Regions from separate parts of the Mus musculus genome. Here all the other regions are linked to region 5. Evidence: chromatin contacts called from public ChIA-PET, HiChIP or PLAC-seq and promoter capture Hi-C data. All regions are on one chromosome and are shown on one strand. The core of a region is the stretch at or near the end of the contact, and the rest is flanking DNA. Distances in the headings are between cores, read along the strand shown.

Region 1 (3,127 bases), core at 213-2,712, 410 kb before region 5:
TGTAGCTGAAGGGCTTCAGACACTTCAGTTGAAAACAAAGTAGGTGTGTACCAGCCTGTTAATGCACATGCAACCTTGGCGTTTTTCCTAACTTAAAGTCTTGTTGGAGAGAATGCCTTCTCAGTGCCAGGCACCTGTAAGGTGACATGCCTTTAGATGAGGTAATCACAGTAAAACATGGATGCTGAGAGCCTTACAGCTACTGCTTAATGAAACTGAGACAAAAGACCCAGTTTGTTTGATGTTGGTTAATAGTGTTCTAGCAGGTGTGCTGTGCCTTTCTGTAGACACACACACACACACACTAATCAGCATCCAGCCCTGCCCTTGAGTCTGTAGTCCAATAATTTAGGCACAACCCGAAAATTTCTCTGCTTGATGGAAAATGCCCTAGTGTGTCAAACTAGTGTCCGAAGTTCATGTTTCTTTCTTTCTTTTTTTCTTTTCTTTTTTTGTTTGTTTTTGGAGACAGGGTTTCTCTGTGTTGCCCTGGCTGTCCTAGAACTCACTCTGTAGACCAGGCTGGCCTCAAACTCAGAAATCTGCCTGCCTCTGCCTCCCAAAGTGCTGGGATTAAAGTCATGCGCCATAACTGCCCGGCTGAAGTTCATATTTCTTAGCCTAAGCATTCTTTTTTTGTCTTAAAAAATTATAAATGATATAGTCCTTTTTGGAACAAGGTGGCTGGTGCTGGTTGTGTTGGTCCCTTAGGCTGCCTAGAGCCACACACTGGCATTTGGACGGAGTGAACTCCAAAGAAAGCCCATCTCTCCACGCTCGGACTGGAGCGGGTAGCTGTGCCGCAGGCTGTAGCCAGGGCGAGCAAACCTGAGACTGGCCTCTGAAGCCTGGGAAGCCCGAGATGGCGCATTCGGGGCCTCCTGACAAGACGTGGAGGGGACAGCGCTGAAAAATCACTGCCTCAGAAGAGGCTCGGTGGAGAAAGGCTTGAGCAGGGGAGGATGAGATTCTTTCGGTTTATTTCTTGAGACAGAGTCTCGCCATGAAGCCCAGCCTAGTTAAGCTTCAAACGTGCCTCCCGCCTCTGCCTACCGAGTTCTGGGACGACCGGTGTGTACCACTACGCCCCGCAATGATGTGGCTCCAGTGCGGGCCAGCACGAGAAGTTGCAGGCAGGCCCTGAGATTGCACCGAAAGCCCTGAAATGGCAGAGCCGGGTCTCTGGCAGCCAATCGCCAAGCAGCGAGGCCAGCAGGCCAACCGCTCCCACCTCACAGGCCCGCCCACTCCGGCACTCCCGAGTTCTCATTGGTGCTTCGTACTTTCTTCTCGGATTGGCTACCTCTAGGGTCAAATAAGCGGGAGCAAGGATCTACTTCCGGTGGGAGTAAACTGGGACCCGGAAGAACCATACTGGCGCGCCTTTCCAAACCTCGAGGGCTGCGCAGGAGGAGGAGGCGCGCGCCGGGAGGTCCTGGGGGCGGGGCCACGTCCGGAGGAAGAGGCGGGGCGTGCTGCACGGGAGAGCGGAGTGGGGCGTTTAGGGGTTTGGTGGTGTGCGAGAGGCTTTCCTACGAGGAGAGGGAAATTCATTCAACAGGGACTCAAATTAAAATTACACCGGACCCATAAGCTAGGACCCACGGTGCTACACTCCCGGTGTGTGTGGTCACTTGTGTGCGAGGCTTTAGGACTTGGGAAAGTCGAGTTCTGATTGGACAGTGCCGTAATGGGCTGGGGCTGCTAGCCGAATGTTATTCCGTTCCTGGCTGCCTAGCAGCATGAGACATCGCACCCTAAGCTCCAGCCCGGCCCTCTGGGCCTCTATCCCGTGTCCACGCTCTGAGCTGCGTCTGGACTTGGTTTTAGCTTCTGGACAGTCCTTCCGGTGAGTGACTGCACTTGGGAGGACTGTTCCCTAGGATGTTGACTTCTCAGTGCTGCCCACTCGGGATACAGAGAATGTTGGGAGCAATAGATGAGAGTACATTTTGGAGTCTAAGCACCGGTGGTTTGCCTTTTAACCTTCTTTAGGAAGTAGAGGTGATGACTGTGCAGGATTATGAGGACCATGCAATAAAAATCAGTGGGGGAAGCTGAGGGATGCACTCAGTAATAAGAGTGCTTGCTTTTCACGCACTTGGCTCTTGGTTCAATCCCCAGTACCGCTTCTTTTTTATTTTTAAGATGAAAACTACACCGGGGGTGGTGGCACACGCCTTTAATCCCAGCACTCGGGAGGCAGAGGCAGGTGGATTTCTGAGTTTGAGGCCAGCCTGGTCTACAAAGTGAGTTCCAGGACAGCCAGGGCTATACAGAGAAACCCTGTCTCGAAAAAACAAACAAACAAAAAGATGAAAACTAGCGGGGGGGGGGGGGGGGGCGGCTGGAGAGATGGCTCAGTGGTTAAGAGCACTGACTGCTCTTTTGGAGGTCCTGAGTTTAATTCCAAGCAACCATATGGTGGCTCACAACCATCCATAATGAGATCTGATGCCCTGTTCTGGTGTGTCTGAAGACAGGGACAGTGTCCTTACATATAAATAAATAAATAAATAAATAAATCTTAAAAAAGAAAGAAAGAAAGAAAACTAGCCGGGCAGTGGTGGCACATGCCTTTAATCCCAGCACTTGGCAGGCAGAGGCAGGCAGATTTCTGAGTTTGAGGCCAGCCTGGTCTACAGAGTGAGTTCCAGGTCAGCCAGGGCTACACAGAGAAACCCTGTCTCGGGGAAAAAGAAAGAAAAGAAAGAAAGAAAAAGAAAGAAGACATACCACTTTTATTTATAACTAATTAGTCAGTTTACAGGTGGGACATTTGTAAAACAGAAAGGACCTTAACGAGTTCAAGATGGGTAACGATGCTAGGGTTGTCTGTTGGGGTGCCCAGGTGGAAGGAGCAGAGCCCTGCTCACTGGAGTGGCGTGCTGGCAGATCAAGTATGGACACTGACTCAGACGGAGGACCAGCTCTATTGCACTGTGTACCGAGGAGACGACAGCCAGGTCAGCAGGCCCACCCTAGAGGAGCTGGAAACCCTACACAAGTACTTTCAGCTAGATGTCAGCCTGGCACAGCTGTATAGCCACTGGGCTTCTGTAGACTCCCACTTCCAAAGAGTGGCCCAGAAATTCCAAGGTGAGTACAAGGGGGCAGGAATGGTGGC
Region 2 (3,126 bases), core at 441-2,940, 430 kb before region 5:
AGGTCCTAGTGGTACAAGCCTGTAATCACAAGTTCAAGGCCAGTGTAGGCAACTTATCTGGACTTTGTCATTAAAAAAAAAAGTTTTGTTTTGTTTTTTAATAAAAAAGAAACGGCTGTTGTGATATATCCCTGTCCTTGTGTGTGCAAAGCCTTCAATAATGAAAAAAAGCTGTATAACTTCTTTGATTCATTTATTTTGGTTGTTTTGTTTAGATAGGGTCTTGCTGTATGGCTCAGCCTGACCTGGAACTCATAAGCAGTTGGAGCAATCCTAATTCAATCCTCTTGAGTGCTGCGATTACTGGTTTATTCTGAATTTTCTGGATGAGTATAATAGCTTGTATTTTCTTTGTGCATGCGAATCTTATACAACAGACACTGTATTAGGCAATTTACAGTCTTCAACTCTCTTAATCCTTATCATAACCCCGGGACAGAGGGACTATATATTATCCCCATTTAATAATGAGAAACTCCGCTGCAATAAGCCATTTCTTTATAGAAACCACCGATTTTACGCCAGACCCCCCCTTTTGACCAGGAAACAACTTGGAGTGCTGGTTTTATTGGCATTTCTCGGGGGAAACGTGTCATAAGAAAACGTGCACTTTAGGGAGCTGAATACCAAGTCCGCATGAAAATAAACCGCGTTCTCAGTGACTCTAGCATCTTGGAAGACTATCATACTCTTCAGTGACAAAACTACAAGCACTGCTTGACAATGATGATCCCTGACATCCAAATTCTCTGAAACCCCCAGGAACTGACAGAATTTTCGAGTTCCAGGTTTACAATTGAAGAACCCAAAGAAGAATTTCCCACGATCACACTTGAGGTGTCAGTCATATTCAATGGGCTGTGTGTTTTGATACCGTCTTCCAATCAGCTACCGGTAACCTTGTAGTCCAGCGCTGCCAATCTGAGTCCTACAGTTTTACTGGAATGCACTGGAACCTCCCCAAACTCAGTTCCCTCATTAGGGCCACGCCTCGTCACCCTTCAGTCTCACATTTCAGCGGAAGCCCCGCCCCTTACGTTCCTAAGTCCCGCCCTTACCCTGCAGCACTGTGGTGCGCTTTCCCAGCTGTAGCTTCATCCCTAGTTTAGCTCCACCTTCCAGGCTTACCCAAAGCTCCGCCCTTCGTTACTTGGGCCCCTCGGGCCCACTCTTCCGGCTGCGGTCGTCGCATCAGGGCACCGCTTTCCCGCAGCTCCACCCCCTAAACACAAGCCCCTCCCGCGCCGGCCTAGTCTTCCCACGTCGCCCCGCCCCTGACCATATCTGCGGGCCTCTGCGGCTCCCTTGCGTTCGTCCGGCTCTAGGCCCTGCCCTCAACTCCGCCCCACCCGGCGCTCCCGCCCCGTTCCTCCCAGTCGCCTTCCTCGGAGACCAAGGCCAGGTCCCTACCGCAGCAGTCGCGCCAGCAGGAGGGAGGGAGCAGGCGGCGGCAGAGGGGGAGGGGAGAAGGGCGGGCTCCTCACGCCCAGCCTCGCGCTGCCTGTCCGTAGTCGCAGATTCGCCACAAACGGCCCGAGGACTCAGACTCCCCAAAACTGAGCTTTCGCTCGCCAGAAACTCCACTTAGAACATGGAGGCGCTTGCTGAGCCCTTTAAGGTGTCCAGAGATCTTTTTCAGACCGACAGGTTGGTCTCAAGCTCCTCAGTAGACCGGCGAGGAACCGTGGCGAAAGTGCGTCTATACAGCGCCACGGGACCACGTTTACCCTGGCGGACGCCGTCGCCGTCGCTGCTGCTGCCGCCGCTGCCACAGCCTTTGCCGCCACGGTCTCGCCGCTGCTGTTCCTGTGCCGCCTCCAGGAGCCCCCCCATTGTCCCGGCGGCACCGGGTTCCCAGGCCAGAAGATCCAAAAGCTCGGGAAACGCGAAGGTGCTTGCGGAATTGCGACGCTGGGGCACCGGCGGGACCAGGAGTGGCAGGGGTCAGCGCGGGAAGCCGGGGGAGCCGGGCCAGAGAGTGCGGGGCAGGAGCCGGGGCGGCCAGCTTCGCTTCCGAGAGTTCGGGTTTCCCCTTCTCGGCCCGTCTCTCATCGCCGGCCTCCCACACGGGGTTGGAGCCCCGGCGGGCGCCCCCGGCGATGAGCCCAGACTGGAGGTGGCCGGTGAGTACGGGCCGGGGCCGGGAGGTAGTGCCAGTGGAGAAGGGGCAGCCCTGGCGAGGCGCCTTAGGCTCCTCCTGAGCCCCTGGAGCAGGGAGAATTGACATGCCATTCGTTCGTGGGGAGCGTCCGCGGCAGCAGTGTTCCCTTTGAGGCTGCCTGGGCCAGAGGCAGAAGGGAAACCTTGTTTGACTTGTTACACTTTGACAAAAGGGAAGCGGCGCAGCATCCGGGAGATTGGGCTCTAGCCCCGCGGGCCTTGTCCCACCCCTTACCCCTTACTTCCTTCTGCTCCTGGAGTTCCCGGGAGTAGGTGCTTCCGCCATATCCAAGGGCCCCAGGGCTTTCAGAGCTAAGTTCTGGACACCTTCGTGCCTCTGACGCCAGGTCCCTTGGGGCACTGTGCTAGTTCGGGAACCAGGGCAGCAAAGCCAGAACGGCAGCGTTCACCAGGGACCCGGCTTGGAAAGTGTTGAGCTTGTTTGTACCTATAATTGGTTTTGTGTTTAAAGGCACAGCAGCAGGTAGGAAATAGAAGTGAGTTGGAATTGAATGTGTAGCTTGGCTGACTTGCTGTCGATAGATGGACGAGAGCTGCCCATTCTTGTAGTTAAGCCTCAGGAGAAGGAAGGAAAGGCTGAGAGTTAGTGTTTGTCAGGGAGGTTAGGCAGGCCCTGCATTGGTGGTCCTAGGCACTAGTTCAAACTAGTCCTGAGAGAAATTGGAGCGGTACCAGACTAAGCTGGGCTCCCTGGGGTTTGGTGCCATCTGCTGTCTCTACTCACCCAGAAACTGAGGTGGGGGAGGGTTAGCCTTTGAGAACCTTGGAACATAATGCCTAGATTTTTGTGATCATGTTTGTGTCCTGGCATTCAGTAGGCCCTGAGTTAATGTTGCATGAATCAGTAAATGAGGAAACCAAGTGTAGCCTGTGCCGTTTGTCCTGCGGAAATGACCATTTCACAAGGTTTCTCCCTATATCTCCCCACCCAGTTCCAGGGTGAGG
Region 3 (2,702 bases), core at 82-2,581, 500 kb before region 5:
TGATTACCAGCTTGATCCCTGTAACTCTCTCAGCCTGCTTTATTCTACAACCCAGGACCACCTCTCCAAAGTGGATACCTCCCTCTGCATCAATTAGCAATCAAGAAAAGGCCCCACAGACATGCTCAGAGGCCAACCAGGTGGAGGCAATTACTCAACTGAAGAGTCCTTTCCCCAAGTTGGGAAGCAAGAATAATCATCACAGTTTAGAAGACGAGACTAAATAATAATTTTTTTAAAAAATGCATATTTTGATTCTATTTGACCATCGCCAAAAGGGAAAACTAATTTCCAGTATTAGAATTCAGGACAGGACCTAGTTGAGCATGAAGAGTGACTGACAGTCAGCAGGGGTTGTGGTTTGTGTTTTCCTTAGATTTCTTTACAAATCTAAGAAAATGAGTACTTTTAGGCACTATGTTAACTTACTATGTTTTCACAGCATCAATTTCATTTTGAGAGTTTTCTTTCGACATAAGTTATAGCTTAATCAACTGTCTGACTGATGGCCAAATGAGCAATTCTCCCTCAGATATACAATACTGAAGGAGGCCTTAACACCTTCTCTCTAAACATCAATACTTGGGGGTAGATAGTACACACATCTTCTGAGACTAACAATTCTAGGAATTTGGGACTGATATTTGAGATTCTCAGCACCCAGAAAGTGGAGGCAGGTGAGTCAGGAGTTCAAGGCCAGCCTTGGCTATACCACAAATAATTACCTACATCAAACAACAAACACCAGCCCAATACACAAACAACTCCCTAGACAGGGAAGAACTGAGCAGGAGATTGGCACGTGTTGATTTATGATGAAAGCAGCTGATAGGAAAATGAAGGAACATTATTATCTACACTTTTTTAAACATTTTTAAAAAATTAAGGTGTGGTCTGGGCTAGTCTCAAATGCCTGATTCTCACGCTTCATCCTCTGGCGTTTGCCTACTGACACCAGCTAGAAAATCTTTTTAAATAAATAGGATGATGGTCCACGCTATATTGGCAGGGACGTCCATAAGAGCAGTGGAGAAGTGCTGTTTGAAATGCTGTTTTGATTCTTGCAGCTCTCGTCTTCTTGCTGCCAGCACTAACTCAGGCCTCCGGCGGTTCCTTCCTCTCTTGTTGCCAATGGTTCCCGCCTTTCCCCTCCCCGCAGCCGCGGTGGTTTAGCCCGGCTTCCCCCGGGGAAACCCCTTGGGCGGAGCGCGGCCCCCGCCGTGAGGCCACTTGGATCCCTCCGCGTCAGGGGTGGGCCGGGGACCTGTGGGCCGGGCACGAACCCCGGGCTCTGATTGGCTGCGGCGGGAGTAAACATCCGGAGAGGTGGGGCGGGGCCGGAAGTGGAAGAAGAAGGCGGCGGCTGAGTCGGTTCAGGAGGTTTTAGAGCCGGAGTCCGAGCTTCAGGTGCCATGGGCTGGGGGAAGGCGCCCTGAGGGGACTCGAGGCTGTGCATGGCGGGTGCTCGGGCCGCCGCCGCCGCCTCGGCGGGTTCCACCGCCTCGTCGGGCAGCCCGCCGCCTCAGGAGCCCGGGCTCTGGGAGCTGCTGGAGGAGTTCTCCCGGACTCAGTACCGTGCCAAGGACAGCGGCGGGAAGAGCGGCTCTAAGGTGAGCCCCAAAGGTGCAACGACCTGAACTGGTCCCTGGCCTGAGTTACCGAGGGAAGACTGTGGTTCGGGATGGGAGGAGAGCTGGAATGAGACCTCCTTGGGGAGGCACGGGAGAGGAACTTATCCAGGATATGGACTCAGAGAGTAAGGATCCGGCTTTACACCAAAGAGGAGGACCGAAGCTCCTTGTGGGTTTTGGGGTGGGGGGTTGCTTTAACAGGGGTTTGGAGGTCAAGGGTCGGAGTTGTGGGCCAGGTGCAAAGGTTAGACAATAGGAACGCTACCCTTCGTGAGCCTAGGAGGGGTTACCAACAGATTCAAAACAAAAAACAAAACCCCTAAAATCTAAGTAAAAATGGGGAAGAGACTCCTCTGGACCAGAGATCAGAGTAGAAGTCTGGAGTAGTGTGACATTATGGAGCCCAGAGAACAGCGGAGTGTGTCACCTCCTTATAAGGTACCAGCATGACTTAGGCCCTTCCCTTTCCTTTCCTGTAGAGCAAGAAGAGAACCCACATTCCCTTTCTGTTCCTTTTATCAGAAGTCTCTGTCCGTTGTCCCCCCACCCCGGGAATTTCCCTCTGCCCTAGTCACCAGGCCTGAAAAGAGAGCTGCTGATCTGGTCGAGGCATACTGACCTCAGCACTGATAGACCCGGCCCTTTCTCTTTCCCAGTGTGGCATTACACATTGGCGTTGGTCTCTGTGCTGGGCCATAAAACTGGTTTGGCCCCAGAGGTTACCTAGGGGCTGAGACATCTTCTATTAATCTCTGAAGTAACAACCTAAGAAAGATCACTAATGTGGTATTATCGGACCAGACAATTAAGTACCTTTCAGATTATAATTGGCATCATTTGGAGCTCTTGTTAAACACAAAGATTTCTGGTCTTAGATTCTCTTAAAGCACAATGTCTGGGGAGGCAGACCCTAGAATTTGTACTGTATGTTCAGAAAAGCCTTAAATGCGTTATCCCAACCAAGGCCAGTCATGCACTCCTGTCCTTCTGTCTCCACTTCCTAGGTGATGGGGTTACAGGTGTTTACCCTCATGCTTGGTTTCTGTGGTGCTGGAGATTGAACACAGGTTT
Region 4 (3,163 bases), core at 254-2,753, 400 kb before region 5:
TCCAGCAATATCTCAGCCACGTTTTTAAATAGCTCCTTCTCACTGTTACCAAGGCAACATCAGCCACAGCTGGAACTCCCCAGACCTAGCCCTCCTGACTCCCTGTCTGTGTCCCAGCAGCCGGAAAACTGATCTCACCTGTCTGTCCCCTCCTGGAGGGGACCTATCTTGGACCTTTCCCTAGACAGCTCTGTGTCATCTTACAAGAAAGGGTGGGTTCTCTCCCCATGTATCATGTGAGAAATCTCGGAAACTGAGGTTGGAGATGGATAGAATGAGTCCAGAGTTGCCCAAGAGAGTCCCAGCTAAGCTTGCTAAGGACAAAGGGTGTCATGTGTTGGTCCAGTAGGAGACTACTAGACTGGGGGAATCATTCAGAAAAGTCAACATCTCAGAATCAACTGAGTTTGAAGCCAGAACAGAGCCCCTCATGCCCTAGAGCTCTGGGAAAGCAACCTCCTGGTTCCTTTGGGAAGAATGAAGAGAAGGCACCCTGACCAGAACTGAGAGTCCACTCCTTGAGTGGGACCTTGTTCCCAGAGCATTGGCCAGCATCCCAGGTTTTCTGATGAAAGAGGCAATGGTAAATCCATGTAAAGTCAAACCCACATGGATGCCAGCACTAATGACCCTCACAGTTCCACACCCTGCAGCAGACACCACTCCACATCAGCAGTACATGAATCTTGAGTCCAGACACCTTCCTGCTAGATCCATCACACTGCACACCACGTCACCTGGTTGTGCACATATGCCCAGCATCAACACACGTTCATATACACCACTCACACCTACCTGTCCATCCAAAACACCCAGACCCTACACTGCAGTACTGATTCCATGCACACACGAACAAGGTGGCATCCGTTCCCACATACCAGACATAGCAACTTAGTCCTGTCTATGCCCTCCAACTCCTCAGCCCAGAGCCCTACACAGCAAACCAAGCCTTAACAATCTGCCTAACTAAACCCCCTCAGAGGAAGACCAAACCTCCCCTGAACTCTACCCCGCAAGCCAGACAGCAGTGTGTGTGTATCCTTGAACACCATATGCAACAACAAAAATGAATTCCCAGATACCTTTACACAACTGAAGCACATTCCTGCTTCAGGGAACCCCTCACATGCCCTCCCCGATCTACTCTTCCAAATGCCCACGCCCTTCCATGGTCAGGCCTAGCGCTTGGACATACACCACACACACACAGACCCTTCCCCACCCTTTTCTGATATCCAGGCAATATCCATGGAGGTCACCTAGCACCTAAAGGGCCTGGGACGGGAGGTGGGAGAGAAAGGCCCAGCCCTGTTCCGTCTGTCTGTCCAGGGGCCAGGCGCCCCTCCCACCCTTGGGCTTCAGTATCTTGTGGCTGGAGCGCCCCGCTGCACAGAGCCGGGGCAACCCTCAGTTGTACCTGCGGCTGCCCCGCCTCGGGGCTGGCTGCGAGGGCCGAGGTGGCTGGTGCGGAGCTCCCGCCGCGTCTGTGCCTGGTCAGTTTGCCTGCTCAGTCGCTGGCGCTCGGCTGGGGCTCGGCTCCCTCGGCCCGCCTGCGGCTCTGATGTCAATGGAGGAGGAGCCTGCGGCAGAGGACCTGGGGACTAGGGACGAGCACTCTCGGACTGGAGAAGTGGGCCCAGTTGTTCTGTTACAGGCCCTATAGCATGCTTATGTGCCCTTTGGTCGTCAGCAGGAGACAAGTGAGAGCCACAGATGGTCTTGAAATCAGCACTTAGTTAGAAGCAGATGATTTTTGAACCAATATTTATGAGATGCCAGAGGCTGGCCAGCTTGAACCTGGCATTGTTTTCAAAACAGTTCTGGGACCTGCCTTAGAGTTCTTAGTCTCCTTCTCCTCCTCTCCTCACCTTCCATTTAAAAGGAGCTGGACCTATGCAAGACTCAGAAGACTAGTAAGGGGCTGATGAAAAGCTGTAAGGTCCCATTTAATAGGCAGATAAACTGAGGACCTACACCAGCAAAACAGAGCTAAGGCTTCTATCCCACACACTTTCAGGTACTGCTCAAAGAGACTAGGGAAGAGAAGTGGAAGGGGGAGATGCAGTTAAATCTGGATCCTTAAGGAAGCAAGCCAAAGAGGACCAAAGTGCCATGTGACCGTGGCTGGGAGCCAGGGTGGGGAGGGTGGAGCATATCCCTTCCTGGGGCTCTAGGCTTGGGGCCAAGGGACCTGACCCGACTTGGTTTATGCAAGGCTCTTTGGGACTAAATTGAGCTCAGACTAGAAGGGGAATCAACTGGCAGGAATTAGAGGTAGGTCTGCCCTGGAGCCAGGCAAAGGACGCAACCTGGCCTGTCTAGGGCAGCTCTCCCTCCTGAGTTCAACCTCTGTTTCTCCCAGTTTGGCCCTCCTCTGTCCTGGAGTGGTCAGGCCTCAGAAGACTAAGCTAAGATGCTAGAAAGGTTTTGAAGTCAACCACCTCCCTTTCTGCTCTCCCTTTCTGAGCCTCAGTTTCTTCCCTGAGACATGGACTTATTAACGACTGACTCTAAGTTTTCTTGAGAGTTCTGTGTAGTGGGTGTGCAAGTACTTAGAACACTAGTTCAAAACAAGCTGGTGTGGTGTCTGACACAATCTTAGCACTTCAGAAGCAGAGATAGGTGCATTGTGAAATGTTCTAAGCAAGCCGGTGGTGAGGTTCTCCTTCAAGGGGAGGAGGAAGAAAAGACAAAACAGGAGGATTCGGGGATGGTTCAGTGGGCGAGCGGCTCAAGGACAAGACCTGAGTTCAAATACTCAGAGCCTGTGTAAGAAGCTGGAGGGGGCTGTGTGCCTCTGTAACCCCAGAACTGAGGGGGAGCATGCCACCAGCCTAGCCCCAGGTTCAGAGAGGGGTGCTGTACAAGGGAGTAAGGTGGGGAGTGATAGATCAAGACATTTGACATCCTCCTCTGGCTGCCATAGACTTGCACACTCACATACACAAGTACATAAACAAAACAAAGTAAAACATGAGAAAAAGATTTCATATAAACCAGGGCTCACAGGAAAAGCAAGATTTGACGAGGGTCAGAGACTAAGAGGTGTTTTCTTCCCTCACATCTCAGAATCTCAGATTCCTAACCCACTTCTGACCTAGGACCACACCTCTAGTCTCCTCACCACCCATTCAACATACTATTGAGCCAGGGAGTTGTGTCA
Region 5 (2,782 bases), core at 258-2,757:
AGCTTCCATTTGAGACTGACATTTCTCACCATTTCCAACAAGTCACCTTTCCCAGTGCAAACTTTGCAATTACAAAGCCTGACTCCTCAAGGCAGGTGTGGTGTTGCAGATCCTTAACACTCTGGAGGATCAAGAGGGTGGATCAAGAATTCTCCAACAGCCTGGGCTATTTTTTCAGAAAGGTAGACCCTGGGAGAGTACGGCGGCAAGGCATTCAGAAGGCACACACTGAATAAGTAAGTGTGTTTCCTTGAGAATCTTAAATGCTCTGAAAAGTGTCGGCAAAGATTAGAGAAAGAGGAGCAGCACCTGCCTGGAGACAATGACATTTTCCCGTGAGCATTGGAGAGGCACCAGGAGCAATCAATTATAGTCAACAGAAAAACTAATCAATTTAAGGTGGCAGTGAAGAAAACACCCTTACCAAAACCACACTGCTGGCAACAATCTTATCTACTAATCCTCTAACCCCCTCCCCCAACACACACCAATATAAGGTGGGTGATGTGACCAAGAATTCCCCACAATCCCAACTGGCTCAAGGAAAAGTAATTTTCTATTGGTGACCCACAGGACTTTGGAAAGCTGGCATCCTTATGACCATTCTTAACCAGCAGCCATGGGTTATGATCCACACTTTGGGATGCTATGTATTTTAAAGCTCTTGGAGCAGTCCTCCGGAGCATCTTATAAGGACACTTATGCGCTTGCTGGAACACAGTAAGAAGCTGCACTCAAAACAGTTCAGCTCATCAGAATCACACCAGGTACAAACTTAGAATGAACCTGTGTATGAGTCTCCAACTTGGCAACAAAAGAGCCAAAGGCCAACAGAAGGAGGCAGCTCCTTGCACCGCTGCGCCAACCAGGGTCTAAGACTTCCAGAGTTTCATTCCCTTAGTATTATACGGAGTGGGGTGCGGTGAAAGACATACCACAGAGGCCATGTAAATTCAAAAATAAGAAACAGAAATAAAAAGCTGAGACGATGCCCTGGAGTCACTCAGCTAGGCCTGTCATCAGTTTCCCGAAGGGACCATCACACATGGGAGTCCTGTGTCCAAGCAACTGATCCCTCCACCTCCTTTGCTGAGGTAGTGGGTGGCAGGGCGAATGATGAGGAGAATTTGGATCTTAGCTTGCCACTGCCTAGCCCAAGTGTTGATGATAGTAGCATCTGCTCCGCAGGCTACGCGCAGGCAGAGGATGTGAGCGATCGTGGGAACGCACTAAGGGCTTGTCAGGCAGTAGATCCTATGATAGCTTTGGCTGTTTTTCCAATTCTGGAGGACAAGACACGAGACGGGCAGGAGGTGGGCTCGCAGCCCGGGCCTATGAGTTCCGGAAGGCCCAGTGGCCTTGCCTTAAATTCCCGCTCCGAGACCCAGAGAGAGGCAGGACAAGCAAACTTTGAGGACGTAGAGGTGGTCTGTCTCAAAGCCACGACTATCGCAGGGATCGCGACACTTACCATAGCTGCAGCAGCGGCGACCCACGGCCTCGGACGTGGCAGCTCAAAACGCTTCACTTCCGGTGCCGGCCCGCAGCCGGCAGGCTGTCACCCAGGATCTTCCGGTCAGCAACACACTCGACTCACACAAAGGTTCCGCGTCTTCTGGATCCTCGGCCCCGCCCTCCTGCAGTTCTGCCTTTATCTTGGCTACTGTTGGGCTCTGGTTGCTGTGGCGACCCTAATCCAGGGATTTTATGATTTGAAGCCGTCGCTAGCAGGTTTTTTATTTAGACTAAGTTTTTTCTGGTTCCTGAGATGCATACATAAAATGACTAGTCATTATAGCTTCACTCTCCTTTTCTGCGGGTTCCGGGTCCCACTGGCTTATCATGACCATCGTAGAGGTTAATTTCTCAAGTAGACTGGGCTAGTGCTTTGTTAGGTCTTGCTTAAGTTTCTTTCCATTTAATTTGATGTTGACTATTGGCTTGCTGTATATTGCCTTATTATGTTTAGGTATGGTCCTTGTATCCATAATCCCTTTAAGACTTTTAACATGAAGGGGTATTGGATATTGTTAAGGGCTTTTTCATCATCTAATGAGATGATCATGTGGGCTTTTTTCAGTTTGTTTATATGGTAAATTACGTTGATGGATAAAGCAATTCCACTAAATTCAGGGACAAGACAAGGCTGACCACTCTCTCACTATCTATTCAACATAGTACTTGAAGTTCTACCTAGAACAAAAAGACAATTAAATGAGATCAAGGGGATACAAATTGAAACGGAAGAAGTCAAAGCTTCATTGTTAGTTGATATGATAGTATACAAAAATGCACCAGCTTTCTTAAGGGATGGCAAGCAGAGAGTCTCAAGTCCCTGGGAGTCTGACTGTTTCAAGGGAGAACAACTGGAACCTCCCCAAACTCTTGTTTTTAGCTTTGGTGCTTACACAGCACTGAAAGGGGAACACAGAGCCCCAGGGCAGCTCCTCAGATGCACGTGGTCACATTTCCCCACCACACTTAGAAGCCAAGTGGCCCAGAGTAGAACCTCCACTCCCATTAGCTAAATCCTTTGCTGGGCAGTGGTGGCGCATGCCTTTAATCCCAGCACTTGGGAGGCAGAAGCAGGCAGATTTCTGAATTGAAGGCCAGCCTGGTCTACAGAGTGAGTTCCAGGACAGCCAGGGCTCTACAGAGAAACCCTGTCTTGAAAAAAAAAATCTTTCTGGTCGTATGTTGAAACTGGGATTGAATACCTTGGCTGAAGATAGCTACCAGCAAGATGCCAAGACTCAAGGAGTGTGAAGGCTTTTTGGAGAGG
Region 6 (2,785 bases), core at 132-2,631, 390 kb after region 5:
CAGAAGTGTGTCATGGGACAGTGAAGGCTTACCTCAGGATGGCAGAAGAGACCAACCTGAGGATGGTGGGCTCCCATATTCCTGGCCAACCCATGCCCGCAATAACCTGAAGACCCTCCTTTAAGGCTCTGCCTCTTAAAGTTTCCTCCACCAGGGGCACCACAGGTAGGGCCAGCTGTCAACTCACAAGTGTCATCCGACCCAAAACAACTCCTTCTCTACCTATACCCCTGACTCTATCTCTATCCATACCCTTGACTTCAGCTCGGTCCTGGGCATGAAATCCAAGGCTCGACACATCATCAGCAAGGACTTTTTACTTAGCTATATCCTTGACCTTATTATCTACAAATACTTTCTAAGTACATGTTATATAGCATATTTCGCCAAGTTCTCTGCCATTATTGTAGGACATTGTATGCTGTTTGTACAACCGAGAGGAGGGACGTATTGAGCCAGACGTGGACATGCATGTCTGCATACTGCATGGTGCATGGTCATTGACTGTCTCTACTGTAGGAAGACTGTTTATCAGCATCTTGTCATTTATCCTTTCACCCAAACAAAACAATAAGCAAGCAGTACAAACCTAAGAAGGTGATATTGGAAGCATCTTTTGCAGAACAGCAAACTGAGAAACTGCAGTCTCAGGAGCCTGGCCAAAGTCACACAGCTCACGTAGGTGAAGCAGGATACTCAGCTTAGACTTGCCTGCTCCTGCCGCTGGATGTCCGTACTCAATGCCACACTGTTGAGACTCATATGTGTGTAGAGTGGGGCCACGAGGGGGAGGGGGGAATGAGACCTCCAGGGTAGAGGGTACTGGGCATGGGGTTGGGGCTACAGCTCAGCTACCATCACCAGGGAGCTTCAAAAGGACTTTGCATCTCATGCCCCGGCCGTATTCTCACCAGGCCCCTGCAACTGAACCCTACACACACAACTGTTCGCCCTTCAAAAGTTAGAGCTGCCCATCTACCTCTGAGTAGAGATGGGAAAACTGAGGCCCAAGCTTTGAAAGGTCACAGAGAGGGGATAGAAGTTCAGGTGCAGCACTCATAGCCCACTTGGGCCTGGATAACAACTCTGCTGTTACCTGCACTCAGAAGCCAGCGAGTCAGGCTGCAGGGCAAACCCTGTGCCCTGAGTTAGCCAGGTGGGCGCAAGGTCAAGGTATTAAGGGAGGCGCTGGGCGCACAAGGTCAAGTCACTGGACTTGCAGCGCCCCTACCATCCCGGGATTCAAGCGGGCAGGAGGTGGCCTGGGCATCGTGTCCCCGTCCCGTGCGGTCCGACCCGGGCGGCTCCCTCGGCTCCACCCCCGGCTCCCCCGCCCGCCGCTCGAGCCTCTCAAAAGCCCGGGCGCCCGGGGCGGCGGCGCAGAGCCGGGGCCGGCGCACGAGGCGGCAGGGCGGCCATGACTGCGGAGCAAGCGCTGCCCCTGGGCAACGGGAAAGCGGCCGAGGAGGCGCGGGGGTCCGAGACGCTGGGCGGCGGCGGCGGGGGCGCGGCGGGGACGCGCGAGGCGCGCGACAAGGCTGTCCACGAGCGCGGCCACTGGAACAACAAGGTGGAGTTCGTGTTGAGCGTAGCTGGAGAGATCATCGGACTGGGCAACGTGTGGCGCTTTCCCTACCTGTGCTACAAAAACGGCGGAGGTGAGCGCGGCGGGGATGGCGGGGACGCGGGGCGACACCTGGGGTGGGGTGACACCTCTCGTGCATGGCCCCGATCCCCCCTCCCAGTCCCCAGGAGCTGTGGGACTGCACGGGGCCCACCTGTTTCTCTGCGCCTGCGTGCACAGAGCCCGCTTCGCACCTGAGCGCACCACCATCTGCCACCTGCCACCGGGCCCAGAGCAGCGTCTGTCACCTGCGTGAGGGACAGACCTGGCCCAGGAGCTCTGCTTTCAGGCCACTCTCACTGGTATTTTAGGCAGAAACCTGTTATTTAGCCTCGGATGTTCCCTGTCCTCACAGGAAGAGACTGATCTGAGCAATCTTTTAGAGAGGTCGCCGAAGTGCCAGGAATAGGGGCCCAGCGTTAGCCATGTCTTGTAAATTTTTAAATCGTCTCACAGTCAGTCACCTTGGAAGGGAATGCTGTTATGGATCTCAACGACGATGGTACTAAGCATCTAAGAAACTCTCTGTTTTACTACTGCTGAGAGTGAGATTCAGACTCTAAAAGCTTTCTGTGCAGGATCAGGCTGACCCCCGGGGGAGAACTTTTGGACGGCCATTTGCCACTTGCTCCCCTCTGTAGTAGGCCCTTTCTAGGGAAAGTATTTTAGGCCTCTCTGGAGGAAAAACTGGCACCAAGCAGTTTCTTTTACTGGGCTCAGACTCACCCACAACAACTGCAACCACGCTGATGTGTGTGAGACGGGGAAGACCAGCATCCCTTCCAACGACAGCATCACAGAGTGCCATTAGGAAGAAATGAAGCTGTGGTCCCCATCTCAGAGTGGTACCCAACACCCCCACATCCCCCTCAAACTTCCACACCCTTCCTATCACAGTAGGATGGCAGAGTGGCGAGGGGTCCCATTAAAGCCTGTGGTGGCACAGTTCCTCTCAGAAAAGACCTGTGTTGGCGTTTTTTCTCCTCCCTGTCCTACCCCTAATCTTCAAGAAAAAAATCTCAAACCCTAAAAAGGTGATAGAGAAGTTGGTTGGCAGGGACAGTGCAGGGCTTCCTGTACAAACAGCTAAGGGGCCTGCGAACCACACTGCCTGGCTCAGGCCCTTTCTTTGGGGACATTCACCCTGAAGGCACAGGCTGC
Region 7 (2,737 bases), core at 232-2,731, 470 kb before region 5:
CCATATGCAGTTCTCTGACCTGTGCACTCTTATGTGCACATACATGGTTATAATACAATTAAAAAGAGAACTTCAGCTAAGATGCTAGAAGTCAAGACAGATGTTCCCACCCACTCATTTCTAAGATGAGATTGGGGAATAAAATAACTTTGGACAGGAACCTGGGGAAGAGGGACACTAAGCTGGCCTGCACCAGGCTGGAGGCCTGGGGTTTTCAGCAGAACCCTATCTGGTTCTCTCACTTGGTGCTCCTGTTCCACAATAGATGACAGCGGGCTGCTGGTACACTGTATCTCAGGCTGGGACCGGACCCCCCTCTTCATCTCTCTTCTGCGCCTTTCCTTGTGGGCTGTGAGTATGAATGAGCTGGAGCGGGGAATATGCAGAGACCCTATTAGGTCTCCAATTGTCACGTTTAACACTGTTCTTGGTTGGGGGCTGGGGTAGGATAAGGGTGGTCCTGTCACCCAGTCTATGTTTTGGTTTGCTCCTGGAGCAAGGAGGCCCGCACTAGGAAGGCAGCTTTCTGAGCTTGCCACCCTTTGTCTCCCCCAGGATGGGCTAATTCACACATCCCTGAAGCCTGCTGAGATCCTCTACCTGACTGTGGCCTATGACTGGTTCCTCTTTGGGTAAGTCTTCAAGGAGGTGTGTGTGCATGGTGTATTAGCTTTTCTTATGAGGAACAGAGATAAGAAAACAGCTGGAGGAAAAAAGTTGGCTCTCTTTGGAAAGGATCAAAGATGTTGGCAGGCTTCATGTGATGCATTGGTGCCAAAGACTTGGTCTGTCTGTGGGTCACACGGCTCCTCAGCGCTGGGTTGTGCTTTGACCTTCTCACTCTTCTTTTTCAGACACATGTTGGTAGATCGGCTCAGCAAAGGGGAGGAGGTAAGGACCTCCGCACAGACATGGACTACACCTTAACACACAAGGCATTCATTCTGGTTGCCATGCTGGGAAGGCAGTTTCTCCACCCAGGATGCTTGGATGAGCTTACCATCCTCTTCCCTCAGGCAGTGTGGTGGGAAAGGCAAGAGCACAGACCGTGTGTGGGCCTCGGGCTCCCTTTGTACCACAGAGGGAGTTCTGGCCACAGTGGCTGTGACCATTTCAGGCTCCTCATCTTCCCTCTGCACTTGGCTCTGGAGCCAGTGTTCAAGTTGCTTTCCATGGCTCCATGCTCAAAGCTGAAACATGGAGTGCTTCTGTCCTCCATCCTGCCACTCAGAGTCCCTTCCCTTCTCCACGGTGGTCTGCACACCCAGGGTTCTGCCCACTTGTAGGCTGCCTCCAGGTCCTCCTTGTCCTTTCTTTTCAGTGTAGTCAGATTCCTCTTGCCATTTCTGTCTTGCCTCCTCTATCTTCTTTACCTGCTTGTAGTTCCCCCAGCATCAGATCTTAAGTTTGGCTTGAGTGTGTCTCGACTGGTCCTGCTCGTTGCCTAGGTGACCTTGAGCTTCACCTTGAGTCTCCTGGTTTCTCCCTGAGCTATACAGATGCATATCATGACAGTATTGGTTCTGTCTCCACCCACCCCTAGTGTCCAGAAGCATCCTTCTCTCCCTCCTGCTTCTGAGCTTGCTTTCTTCTTAGGCGTCTTATCTCCAGCTTTTCTTTTGTTGCTTCTGCCCAGCTGCTCATCTCCCTTCCAAATCTCTCTGAGCACTTACGCGTCTGCAGAGCTCATAAGCCTGCTCCTCAGAGGCCCCATGAACTCTGCCAGAGGCAGAGCCTTTGGCATTGAAATCTGGGCAGAAGGACTCTTTGTAGCCTCTTTGGAGATTTTGCTGGTGCTTTAGGACATTCTGTCCTCTACTCCATCTCCCTCCCCCGCCCACCAGAGCAAGCCAGATGCTCCCTTCAGAGAATAAGGGCAAAAATGAGACTGCGAAGACTGGGCTCTGAGTCCCACCCTGCAAGTCCCTCAGTGTATGCATAGGTCTTGCTACCTCTCCAGACTGCAGACACCTCTGTAATATAGCAAGCTAAAAACAGCTGCTAAGTGCCTCTTTACCCTGTCTTCTATCTTTGAGGTTCCCAGGGTACATTAGCACATTAAAAAGCTCTGGTGTCTGATGAAAACACCTGTGTCATTTTATATAATGCAGCATTTCCTACTGACCAGATCTGAGCAACCCTCTGCCTTTTTTTTTTTTTTTCCTCTTTTTTTTTTTTTTTAAAATGGAATCTTACAGGGCCCTGTGGGAATGTATGGGTGTTTCCCTGAGTCTCATGGGTTACACCTTTTGGGATCACTGGTTGATATATAGCCTGTTGTGTTGTGCAGGTTAAATAAACCAAAGCCTCTGGTATGTTTCTAGAGGCCACTGGACTAGGTCACTGGCTGGGATTTGCTCCTGGGAATGGGTTTGCTGCCAGTCAGTCTCTTGCCTGTATCCACTTCACAGTGAAGACCTGGGCCTCACAGTTTCAGCCAGAGCATGGCTGCCCTACCCCAGCTCTGATCCTGTATCTGGTGCACCCCTCCCTATGGAATGCCTTTCCTCTTCTGTCCTGCCTTATCCACTAATCCCCTTGCCCAAGATACTCTCCCTCCCAGCTGTCCCCCCTGTCAGTAGCTCTCCCTGGGCTTTAAGATGGAAGTGGGAACTGCTGTTATTTTCACTGTAAAAGCTGAGAATGTGCGTGTTGAAGATTTGAATTCTTTACCTTGGACCTCTGTGTTCTCAGAAAAGATGCACATTATATCTTCCCTACCCCCAGCTTATGGGCA

What was found. Promoter capture Hi-C pulls out the DNA fragments that hold promoters and counts their contacts. ChIA-PET counts read pairs in DNA pulled down with a chosen protein or histone mark. HiChIP or PLAC-seq counts read pairs in DNA pulled down with a chosen protein or histone mark.
Region 1: a contact with region 5 is called in a promoter capture Hi-C map of pre-B cells, with 4 times the contacts expected there. The contact joins the promoter of Ogg1 here to the promoter of Sec13 in region 5. A contact is called at or near these places in 6 of 39 promoter capture datasets (embryonic stem cells, fetal liver, liver and 2 more), 4 of 484 Hi-C or Micro-C datasets (CD4 T cells, CD8 T cells, embryonic stem cells and 1 more), 2 of 115 datasets of contacts at active chromatin or transcription factors (memory CD8 T cells and pancreatic cancer cells) and 1 of 9 other capture datasets (adipose tissue).
Region 2: an RNA polymerase II ChIA-PET map of memory CD8 T cells shows a contact between it and region 5, with 48 read pairs. The contact joins the promoter of Brpf1 here to the promoter of Sec13 in region 5. A contact is called at or near these places in 2 of 39 promoter capture datasets (liver and pre-B cells), 6 of 115 datasets of contacts at active chromatin or transcription factors (the SCID.adh cell line, effector CD8 T cells, embryonic stem cells and 3 more) and 1 of 9 other capture datasets (liver).
Region 3: a promoter capture Hi-C map of liver shows a contact between it and region 5, with 4 times the contacts expected there. The contact joins the promoter of Mtmr14 here to the promoter of Sec13 in region 5. A contact is called at or near these places in 8 of 39 promoter capture datasets (cranial neural crest, embryonic stem cells, fetal liver and 4 more), 4 of 484 Hi-C or Micro-C datasets (CD4 T cells, CD8 T cells and erythroblasts) and 2 of 9 other capture datasets (adipose tissue and liver).
Region 4: a contact with region 5 is called in a promoter capture Hi-C map of hippocampal neurons, with 2.1 times the contacts expected there. The contact joins the promoter of Camk1 here to the promoter of Sec13 in region 5. A contact is called at or near these places in 1 of 39 promoter capture datasets (hippocampal neurons) and 2 of 115 datasets of contacts at active chromatin or transcription factors (memory CD8 T cells and pancreatic cancer cells).
Region 6: a promoter capture Hi-C map of stem cell-derived epiblast-like cells shows a contact between it and region 5, with 4 times the contacts expected there. The contact joins the promoter of Slc6a11 here to the promoter of Sec13 in region 5. A contact is called at or near these places in 9 of 39 promoter capture datasets (the 3T3-L1 cell line, cranial neural crest, embryonic stem cells and 5 more) and 1 of 9 other capture datasets (embryonic stem cells).
Region 7: an H3K27ac HiChIP or PLAC-seq map of embryonic stem cells shows a contact between it and region 5, with 2.3 times the contacts expected there. The contact joins the enhancer-like site here to the promoter of Sec13 in region 5. A contact is called at or near these places in 5 of 39 promoter capture datasets (embryonic stem cells, hematopoietic stem and progenitor cells, liver and 1 more), 1 of 115 datasets of contacts at active chromatin or transcription factors (embryonic stem cells) and 2 of 9 other capture datasets (adipose tissue and liver).

Annotation. Positions count from the first base shown.
Region 1 is chr6:113,325,514-113,328,640 of GRCm38.p6, forward strand. Ogg1 (8-oxoguanine DNA-glycosylase 1) reads left to right here and starts at 1,463. Exons shown (of 7, transcript NM_010957.4): 1 at 1,463-1,849; 2 at 2,852-3,099. The coding sequence starts at 1,713.
Region 2 is chr6:113,305,447-113,308,572 of GRCm38.p6, forward strand. It overlaps Brpf1 (bromodomain and PHD finger containing, 1), which reads left to right and starts at 1,691. Exons shown (of 13, transcript NM_030178.2): 1 at 1,691-1,891. It overlaps Cpne9 (copine family member IX), which reads left to right. Exons shown (of 21, transcript NM_170673.3): 21 at 1-125.
Region 3 is chr6:113,236,512-113,239,213 of GRCm38.p6, forward strand. It overlaps Mtmr14 (myotubularin related protein 14), which reads left to right and starts at 1,332. Exons shown (of 19, transcript NM_026849.2): 1 at 1,332-1,610. The coding sequence starts at 1,455.
Region 4 is chr6:113,342,419-113,345,581 of GRCm38.p6, forward strand. Camk1 (calcium/calmodulin-dependent protein kinase I) reads right to left here and starts at 1,504. Exons shown (of 12, transcript NM_133926.2): 1 at 1,418-1,504.
Region 5 is chr6:113,739,174-113,741,955 of GRCm38.p6, forward strand. Sec13 (SEC13 homolog, nuclear pore and COPII coat complex component) reads right to left here and starts at 1,508. Exons shown (of 9, transcript NM_024206.4): 1 at 1,472-1,508. The coding sequence starts at 1,474.
Region 6 is chr6:114,129,860-114,132,644 of GRCm38.p6, forward strand. It overlaps Slc6a11 (solute carrier family 6 (neurotransmitter transporter, GABA), member 11), which reads left to right and starts at 1,382. Exons shown (of 14, transcript NM_172890.3): 1 at 1,382-1,658. The coding sequence starts at 1,418.
Region 7 is chr6:113,265,705-113,268,441 of GRCm38.p6, forward strand. Mtmr14 (myotubularin related protein 14) reads left to right here. Exons shown (of 19, transcript NM_026849.2): 11 at 266-351; 12 at 556-632; 13 at 855-891. Among named protein-coding and RNA genes, the nearest start is that of Cpne9, 15 kb to the right of the region's middle. Within about 2 kb of position 1,482, at least 18 of the 459 cell types and tissues checked have an H3K27ac peak or open chromatin away from gene starts, as enhancers often do. A contact at or near this core is called in adipose tissue and embryonic stem cells, where this site is marked.